3 separate regions of the Sus scrofa genome follow, and all the other regions are linked to region 2. The links are chromatin contacts, called in public Hi-C and promoter capture Hi-C maps. All regions are on one chromosome and are shown on one strand. Each heading gives the region's core, a stretch centred on a gene start, on an enhancer-like site or on the middle of the called end of the contact. The rest is flanking DNA. Distances are from core to core; before and after follow the strand shown.

Region 1 (3,251 bases), core at 168-2,667, 670 kb after region 2:
AGGAATGAAAGAATGCAGAAACAAATGACTTGTCAGGCAAGAGAAGTAATTACAGCAAAGATAATGCATCAGTTGTAAAATCTTCTAGGTCTGTTTCAGTGGTACAGATTGGCCTAAGGCCCTCAACTGCCAGACCAACTGGAACCTAAGGGATAATGTTGACCTTTTCTGACTCTCATGACTTCAATCAACTACAGCTTGGGGAGTTTCCGATGTGGCTCAGCAGGTTAAGACGTGACATAGCGTCCATGAGAAGGTAGGTTCAATCCCTGGCCTCACTCAGTGGGTTAAGGATCTGGCATTGCTGCAAGCTGCATCATAGGTTGAAGATGTAGTTTAGATCTAACATTGCCTTGGCTGTGGCATAGGCCTGCAGCTGCAGTTCCAATTTCACCCTTAGCCTGGGAACTTCCATATGTTGCAGTGCGGTCCTAAAAAGAAAAAACAAACAAACAAAAACATATGAACTAAAGTTTGGATTCTGTCTGCCACCCAAGCCCCTTCTTGAATATGCATGTTCCCTTAGCTTAAAACTAACCAAATCTGGCTGTTTGAGGAGATACTGCTTTGGGACAGATCCTCCATGTTTTCTTTACTTGCAGCAAGTAATAAATGCTTCCTTCTCCAGATCTTTGCCTGGGTTGTGTCTTTTGGCTCCATATCCACCAAGAGGTGGATCCAGTTTTTCAGATAACAGGCTTGGCCTTTGGAAAATGCCCACTTAGAGTTTACATTTTGTCACACTTACTGTAAGGCCACTGTATGATTTTTATCATGTTTAATGAACTTGCTTCAAAGTACCATGTTCCCCCTGAGCACTTGGCTTTACTAATTGAGAGAAAACACATTTTAAATTTGTCCCAATTCCCCCATTGTTGTGAAGGGAAACCAAAATGGGAGCTCACGCATCATCCAGGGATTTTCAGGACAACAAAGCCTTGCAGGGTCTGACCCACTCTGCTTATTAATCGGCTAAAATTTCATTGATAACTAATGCCATTTCGTGCAGAAGCCTGTGGTCGAAATAGGAAACGGATCCTTTTACTGCAACAATAATCCACGGAGGTTAACAAAAAAGTAACAAGTATAGAAATATCTAGCTTCCTGCCTGGATTAGTCCTAGAGGTTGGGGCAACAAACAGAAACAAAGTGTCGCTTTCACAAGCATTTAGCTACTTAGAAGCTTTAACGGGAATTATCCCAACCGGAAGCCGGGCCGAGGGACCCAGCGATTGGGACGTTTACAGCCAGAGGGTGCCCAAAAGGCGGCGAGGGCATAGGACTCCGGGTCCTGGCTCCCGGCTCCATCCCTGGCCAGGGCTGCAACCCAGGCCCCTCCCTGCCCGCCGAGGCCCCGCCCATCTGGCCACGCCCCCGTAGATCCCGCCTTCTTTGCTTCTCTGGCCCGAGGCCCCAGTGCGCACCGAAGATGGCGGCGGCGGCGGCGGCGGCGGCGGGAAGGTTGCTCCGGGCTTCGGTGAGTGGCTGCTGGCGGGGCACAGGCGCGGAGGCACTGAGGTGGCTCCGAGAACGTGCTTTTCAAATGGGATCCCGCTCCCTTGCGGCCTGGGGGTCTTTCACCCTCTCTGAGGATGTCAGAGGGTAACGGACCTGAGGCCTCCTCTTCTAGGGAAGGCTCCCTGCGCGTGCGCATAACTGCCCTTCCCCCACCCCACCTCGCGGTCCCCTACCCAAATCCCTCTTCCCTCCTAGTCGTGGGTCCCCAGTCCCCTCTCCACCTGAGCACCTGGCTCTGGAGGCAGGCGACCTGGCCCTTGATTCCGTTCTGGGACCGACTCTATGACCTTGAACAAGTGACTTCTTCGTCTTTCTGAACCTGTTAACTTTCCTAACTCAACATAGAATGATGCCTGCCTATCTCAAGGTTTCCGTGAGCATCCACTTAAGTGCTGGATGAAAACCAAAATGTTCAAGTAACCAAAGGGCTTACGTGCAAAAGGCACTTTTTCCTTACTCTCCAGGGCCAGCCGGCCCTGCTATTTTTCTCTCGCAAAGCCTGGTACCCTCTTGCTGTCCGCTCTCCCCTTTCTCATGCTGGGGTTCAACGCAGGCTGGTCCTGAGTCACGCCAAACACTGAAGTTAAGCAAACCTTTGCCTTGAGCCCTGTCCAAACTCTCCCAGAGGCTGAACTTTGCTCTATTTGTTTGCTTCTCTGTAGAGCTTGAAAGGGCCTTGTCTTTTCCAAGGAAAACCTTGACATTGTAGAACAAGTTCAGAAGTTCTGCTGGAAAAGGGCCTGGCCAAGTCTCCTTGGTTTTTTAATCCTCTGGGTTGCTGTTAAAAGCATGGAGTCTTTGTGTTTTTATAAATCCCCCCTGCCTTGCAGTCTTTTTTTTTTTTTTTGGCTGCACCCACAGCATGCTGAAGTTCCAGGTCCAGGGATTGAACTCGGTCCCCTGCAGTGACCATGCCAGATCCTTAACCTGCTGAGCTACCAGGGAGCTCCCTTGCAGTCTTTTTCCCCCCTTCATTTATTTATATATATTTTAAAATAAAAGTTATATGTATTTGAAGTGTACATTATGATTCCATGTACATATACATAATGAAATGATAAATACAGTCAAAGTAATGAACATATCTCTTCATATCGTTACCTTTATTTATTTACTTATTTATTTTTGCTTTTTAGGGCCGCACCCGCAGCATATGGAAGTTCCCAGGCTGGGGTCAAATCAGAGCTACAGCTGCCGGCCTACGCCACAGCCACAGCCACGTGGGATCCGAGCTGAGTCTTCGACCTACACCACCGCTCACAGCAGCACTAGATCACTGACCCACTGAGCGAGGCCAGGGATCAAACCCACATCCTCACTGATACTCGTCAGATTGTTTCTGCTGTGCCACAGTGGGGACACCCCACATAGTTACCTTTTGTGTGTGATTGTACCTGAAAACTACTCTTAGCATATTGCCAGCGTTCAGTGTAGTTTAAGCATAGTCAATATGCTTGTACATTAGCTATCCAGACTTATCTACACAGTTGCAACTTTGTACCCTTTGACCACCATCTCCCAACATCCCTCCCACCTGGCAGTCCTGAGGGATAAGGAAGCAGAAGGGAATTTTGAGAACATGGAGATCCAGTCCATGCTCTTGGAGTTTGGTATTTTGTTCCCAGGAATAGGGACGGCTGAGGCTACTGCTGGCCTGATGTCCTCAGCACGGATTCAGCCACCATTCTGGGAATATTTCCTAATATAAAATATTTCTCTTTGTAGGTTATCCG
Region 2 (2,971 bases), core at 446-2,945:
TAATTTTCTTATTAAAATAATAAACTACCTCCAAGAAACAATAGTTTTCAGGACAAGGAAGTTATCCTGCACTTGACAAGGAAGATGTTTACATTTACTGATAGTAAAAGACACAAACAAAACATTATATAACAAGGAGGAAGATGGGCATGACCCAAACATTTGTGAAGCAGAGGATGACATGAAAATCTCATGTATGGCCTTATTTATTCCTGAAATCTCTCAAAGCATTCTGCTCCAGCAAACACCTGGCACTTCACCAAACATGGCAATGTCAAACCTTTCAGCCACACTATCAAAATAAGACATACATGTTCCTGATTCTCATCCTTTGATTCATTCATTAATTTCCTATTGAAAAAATTGGTCTACAGCATACCAGGCACTGCTCTAGGTATAAGTTCCTACTCTCATGAAGCTTACATACTAGTGGGATAAACTAAACAAATATGTGTACATGTCAGGTGGTGATAAACACCAAGAAGGAACATTCAACAAGGGGAGGGAAACCACCATTTATCGCTGCTTCCCGTTTGCCTTTCTTCACTTCTCCATGAAACTTTCCTTAGTCTTCCAAGCAAGAATAAATTATTCAATGGGAAAACATTCAGCATTTTCTGAGGATCTATGTGCTAGGCATAAATAAGTCATAGCTACAAACTATAGTCCAAACAGAGAGAAAGATGTTTATTTCGCAAACATTACATAACACTATATGCCTGACAATATATTCAGCGCTTTACAAAAATCAATGCACTTCTCATTACAGCCCTAGAAGGCTGTACATATATGGAAAATGAAGCACAGAGAGGTAAAGTAATATGCCTGAGGTCACACAGAGTTACTGGCAGGGCTAACGCTGGAACACGGTCCGTGTTCCTAAACACCAGCTCTGGGTTATGCCACATAACTGCTAAAAAGCAATCTCCCTAGACAATAATGATATGAACAAAAAGCTAAGGTGCACGTAGGAGCAGGGACCTAAGAGAACAAGCAACAGTTCCTTAGAGAAAGTGATGCACTGCCTTGAAAGATGTGTTCTGTACCTCTACTTGGCAAATACTATGTGTCTATCCTAAGAGAGGGTAGCTAGCTGTCAGTCCTAGGAGATATCCTACTGTATCCTAGTAGAGGGGGCACTATCTGTTTTCAGTCCTGCAAACACCTGGCACACCACTAGGTGTTCAACAAAAATCTGTGGAACAATGCAGGAGTGGCCAGCACTCAGAACAGAGGGTTCCTTCGACAAAGAGCTTGGTTCCTGTCCCCAAGATCCCAAAGTCCCAAGCCACTCAAACCTGGCCAGTGATGGCCCTGGCAAGCTACCCAGAGGGTCGGATCCAGGCAGAAGGAAACCTCCCGGCCGACCCTCTTTGCCCCACGCCCCCTGCTCACCTCCCCCCACACATTTGCCCCACCAGATCCCCCTCTCCTTACTACCTCCGGGCAAGAGCAAGGAGGCCGAGGCAGCGGCGGCTTGGGTGACCGGGATAAAGGGCACGTTGAAGCTGAACTCCGTGGCCGAGGAGGAGAAGAGTAAGTTGGTGCCCGACGAAGACGCGGAGGCGGCGCCGCCACCACCGTTAGGTTTCCTCTCGGCCATGGCTGCAGCCCACCGTCCGTTACACGTCTCCAACTGGCCGGTGCCGCACCACCGGCCGGAAACCGAACACAGTCGGGGCCAACACACTTCCGCACTTGCGCACAAGGTGCCGGAACTCCGTGCGGCTGGTCAGCTGTAGTCTCCTTACCCCTCAGAGGCTGCCAGAGATCAACATGGCGGCGCTGGCTTCACGCCCGCGTCCTAGCACGTGACACCCTCGACCGCAGGCCGGGTGTGGTGGAAACGCTGGTCCAGGCTGGGGCAGGAGTGTGGAAGGAGTGCTTTGGGTAGTTGGTTAAGGCATGAACTGACGCCGAAAGTCTCGGGTTGCGGGGGTGCTCTGGGCGTCCTAAAAGTATCCACAGGGGCGGTTAACTGGATAACTGAAGAATTGCTGAAGCCGGCAGGCGCAGGTACCAGACAGAGGGAAGAAAAAGTGTGGGCCGTTTGTAGCAAAGGTCTAGCCAAACACAGCCACTCTAGCACACACATCTGACCCGCCCACGCGTCTTCCTGGGCTGGACTGAACTCTTGTCATTAGCCAAAAAATAGAAATGGTAAAACTTCTGAAGTCTTTACGCCAAAGGAAAGAAAAAAAAATGTTTTTAAGAGAAACTATGGAGTTGACATTAGGCATGTGACTTTTTAAATAGCTTTTTAATACCTGTCTACAAAATCCGACTAGGTTATTTCTAAAATGCACTGTGGATAATTTGGATATAAATGTAATCTTTCACAAAGTTAGAGATTATGAAAGAAAAAATAACTATCAACCTCTCGGAGTGGGGGAGGGGGGATAAAGAAATCCCAAAAGATTTCATTGGGCATAATGAAACTACTCTCTCCCGTAGCTGTTCACACCTATATAGTACCTGTTTATTAACTAATTCAATAACGATGTAATGTGCTTACTGTCAAAGAAAAACAAAGCCAGACACTAGTCTAAAGCAGTAAGGATAAATTTTATTCAGTAATAACTATTGCGTTAGGGAAGTGGGTGCATCATGAACTGAACTGAACTTCCCCAAAGCAAAAGGCTGTGGGATGTGCTAAGGCAAAGGCACTGAGGGTGCCACAGGGTGTTGGTCCATGTCACTGGTCCACCTGGGTTTGTTAATTGGCACTTACCAGCAGGAGAAATAAACTTTCCATATCTTTATGACAGGCAGTGGTACAAGTGAGAGCAAGGTACCTAGGAGGCTGGGAGGAGACAGCTCTCAGGTCCTTGAGAAGAAGTTCTGAGTGACAAGATTTATATCTCGAAGGGGCGAAAGGATTTGTCATTGCAGCTTTTTAAAGTAACTGCTGTAAGGGAGGTTGAGGGGGCCATATGCCTATCACCTGGTTTGGATTGGAAGAGTAAATTCC
Region 3 (3,318 bases), core at 793-3,292, 640 kb after region 2:
CGGGTTATGAAAAAAAAGAAAAACATTCAGCCCTTAGATCCTTAGGTCACCAAGTAACAGCCTCTCCTAAAAGTGTTCACACCAAGGCTGAACGATGGGAGGGACCGACCTGCATATTTTCAACTCCGCTGGAGTTGTCAAAGCAAACCTTCCAGGTTACTGCTTTAAAGACAAGTGAAGCCGAAATTACGGTGTGAACCCTGGAGAAGCCGCTGGGCTGTGCATCACCTACTAACTCTTCGTGTACAGTGCCGCAAGGTGATGAAACCGGCTGAATAAACATGAATCGTTTTATTGTTAGCCAGAAAGTCTTCCTTCATTCATCAAAGTGGGTGAATGAAAATATTAAAAAGGTAAGATATTTTCGTGGGCTATTCCCCCAGTATTCTTCTGAAGTCAAAACCATAGTCAGGCTGCGTTCTACCGTGGGTGTCAAATAAAGCCTCCTCCCATGAAAGGGAAAACCACTTCCCCCTTCATAAAAAGGCTGCACCCAGAGCTCAAATCTTGGTAAAAGAGATGTTACATAAATTCCAGGTGCTCCTAAATATGTATGTTTACCTCATGCAATCACTTCGGAAGCATCTAAGTTTCTGCGCCACTTTCTCTTTTTCTTTTCTCTTTTTCCCATCTCAAGGAAGAGTCAAAAAGTGTTTATATTCTTGACTTGGAATCTTACCCACTCCATGAAGATATTCCCTACCAGCCAAGTGCAGAAAATCTAATGATTTGCATCCGAAACGCATCAAGCATCAGCACACTTACCTTTCTCTTCTTAACTGAGCCAAAAAAAAAAAAAAAAAATTCACTTATCTCTCCCCCTCCCCAAAGGGGGAAAAAAAACCTACCCCTGAAATCCTTCATTATTTTCTAGGTGATCTGTACAGTCACTCTCTCTTGTCACTGTATGAACAAACGAATTCCTCAACATCTTACTTTGCCATTAAAAGGCTTCTTTCCACACGACGGGATTTCCCTAAGAAACATTCCCAGCGGATGGTTTCCAGCAATAGCCTATATCAACTCTGCCTGCGCAAGCAAAGACTTGGCTTCTGCTAATTCCACCCCCACCCCCAGCGCACACCAATTCACTCGCACAACCATCCTGGGCCGACTCGAAAAAGCTATTTCACTTGCATGTTTGCCCATCTCTTCCTGAATGAATGCTTTTCCAACTGACCTTTCAACAGCTGCCGAGATGGCACGATCTGCTAAGGTTAGAGCTGGAAACTAGGGGATATTTTAGCATCCTAATCCCTGCAACCTCAACGTTTCTCCTTCTCTGCCCAAGTCCAGATTCCCTGAGCACTAGGGCAGGAACCCTGAAGTGTTTGCAGAGCAGCTCTCTGAGGTGTCCTGCTTGCGACCAACTCACTGCGGGCATCCTGCATACTCACAGCCCCAGCCCACAAGCCGCCCGACACCCGCACCCCGGCCCGCGGCGAATGCGCCAGGCACCAGCCCTGCCTCTTACCTTCCCTGGCTTTCAGCAAGACCGTGTTGGCCACGATGTTTTCCAGCTCCATTGACAGTCGGCGGTCAGCGAGGAAGCCGGCCGGCGGGGCTGTCAGCTCCTAAGGGTGCTGCCGCTGCTACTGCCGCTGCTCGGGCTGCTGCCGCTGCTGCCGGAGCCGGGAGCAAGCAGCCCGCCTTGCCTACCGCATTATTCCGGCTCTTATCCCTCGGAGTTTTCCCCCTCTGCAAAGAGGAGCCGCCGCCGCCGCTTCTTCCTCCCTCTGTGTCCCCCCTCCCCCCTCCCTCAACTGTCTCCCCCCACCCCCCACCCTCCGCGTTTCTCTGTCACTCCATTCTCCTCCCCTCGGGCTCCCTCGGATGCTTTAATGCCTCGGATGCTTCTGCCTCCCCTCTGTCCCTCCCGGGGGTGTGGTACTAACTGGCTCGGGCGGCTGCACAGCGCAGGCGCCAGGATGGGCCGCGCCTCCCGCCTCGGCGCTCGCGGCGCGGGGCCTGCTGGGACTTGTAGTACCAGAGTCCACGAGCCGCCCTGAGACTTGTACTCCGAAGGCGGGCGCGGATAAGGGGTGGTCCGCGGCTGCGGAGGGTAGCGGGAGAAGCAAAGGCAGTCCGGCCGAGCCGGAGCCCCGGATTCGCACGTCCACGCCCGGGGCTCCGGCTCGCCCGCTTCCGGCCCTCCCGAGAACCCAGAAAGCGAAGAGCACGGACCACGGCGGCGGCGGCGGGCGAAGTGCTGCGGCCGGGCAGGAGCCGGTGCGGGTCCTGGGCGCCCCTCGGAGCGTGCCCGGGGTTGGAGGGAGGTCAAGCCAGCCCAAGCGCGCGCTGCACCCCCCTTCCTCCCGGTCACGCCGGGCCCACGCGGGGGCTGCAGCCCAGAGGCGGTGGCCAGGCGCGCCCGCGGGCCCTGGACGCGGCGACCGGCCACTGTGCGCCGTCTCAGACGCACACGCGCTCGGTTGCTGACAAAGGTGTACTTTGTTTCCTCCGAGGGCGCGAAGGGGTCTATGAGTCGGCGGCGACTCGGCACCGGCAACCGCGCAGCCCGAGCGCCCCCTGGCGGCCTCGGGGTGGATGTGCAGCGGCGAGTCCACGCGGACCGCGGCACCACCTCCTGGCCCTCTGCGCCTGGAACCTCCCGCGCTGCCGGGCTGCAACTCTCGGCGGGGCGGGGGGCGTGCATTCCGGCGTGGTAAGCGGCTGGTCCTGTTAATAACCTGCCTTCCAGCACCCGAGGCCCGCAAATGACCGCTCGTCATTACATGCAAACTCATTCCCATCAATAAAAACACAGATGGAATCGCTGGAGTCAGGAACGTTAATAAGAAACAGCACCCGGCCGGTATTGGGAATTAGTTTTCAAATTCTTTGCCTATTTATCTTGGGGCTCTTAGCGCTTTTCCACTGTATGTTCAGGACATCAGACCCCAGATCTGCGCTCAGCGTCCCTTGCTTCGTCTCAAGGCCCCCGCTCCTGGGAAATGGGACTTGGGACACCTGGGGTCTGCGATGAGTTATCCTCCAGTCTAGTTGAGGGGAGGGCTGGCCCTAAGGAACAATGAGGCCTTTGCCTCATCTGCATCCTGAAGGCCGGATATCCGTTCAGAAGTCGGGCCCCGGGCCTTCTGTGTCCTAAAGGAGAAAGCCTTCCAACCCCAGGGTTGCCTGGAAGTGGGAGGGAGGCGCCCAGAGAGAGAAAGGGAGAACAATTATTGTGCACTGGAGAAAACAAAGAAATGAATAGACTCTCCAGGCCTTGGAAACGTGGACGGTCACTGATTTAACAGCGCAGGATTGTCTTGTTTCGTGGTAGAGTGTACCCACCACCACCACTTCCTTGTATCT

The links. Promoter capture Hi-C pulls out the DNA fragments that hold promoters and counts their contacts. Hi-C and Micro-C count contacts between places; a contact is called where the count stands out from the background.
Region 1: a Hi-C map of liver shows a contact between it and region 2, with 7 times the contacts expected there. The contact joins the promoter of PRDX3 here to the promoter of SEC23IP in region 2. A contact is called at or near these places in 2 of 47 Hi-C or Micro-C datasets (liver and skeletal muscle) and 1 of 2 datasets of contacts at active chromatin or transcription factors (alveolar macrophages).
Region 3: a contact with region 2 is called in a promoter capture Hi-C map of liver, with 4 times the contacts expected there. The contact joins the promoter of GRK5 here to the promoter of SEC23IP in region 2. A contact is called at or near these places in 1 of 5 promoter capture datasets (liver) and 1 of 2 datasets of contacts at active chromatin or transcription factors (alveolar macrophages).

Annotation. Positions count from the first base shown.
Region 1 is chr14:129,088,956-129,092,206 of Sscrofa11.1, reverse strand. PRDX3 (peroxiredoxin 3) reads left to right here and starts at 1,417. Exons shown (of 7, transcript NM_001244531.1): 1 at 1,417-1,477; 2 at 3,244-3,251. The coding sequence starts at 1,430.
Region 2 is chr14:129,757,003-129,759,973 of Sscrofa11.1, reverse strand. It overlaps SEC23IP (SEC23-interacting protein), which reads right to left and starts at 1,695. Exons shown (of 20, transcript XM_021073464.1): 1 at 1,441-1,695. The coding sequence starts at 1,603.
Region 3 is chr14:129,112,657-129,115,974 of Sscrofa11.1, reverse strand. GRK5 (G protein-coupled receptor kinase 5) reads right to left here and starts at 2,042. Exons shown (of 16, transcript XM_001928584.6): 1 at 1,475-2,042. The coding sequence starts at 1,526.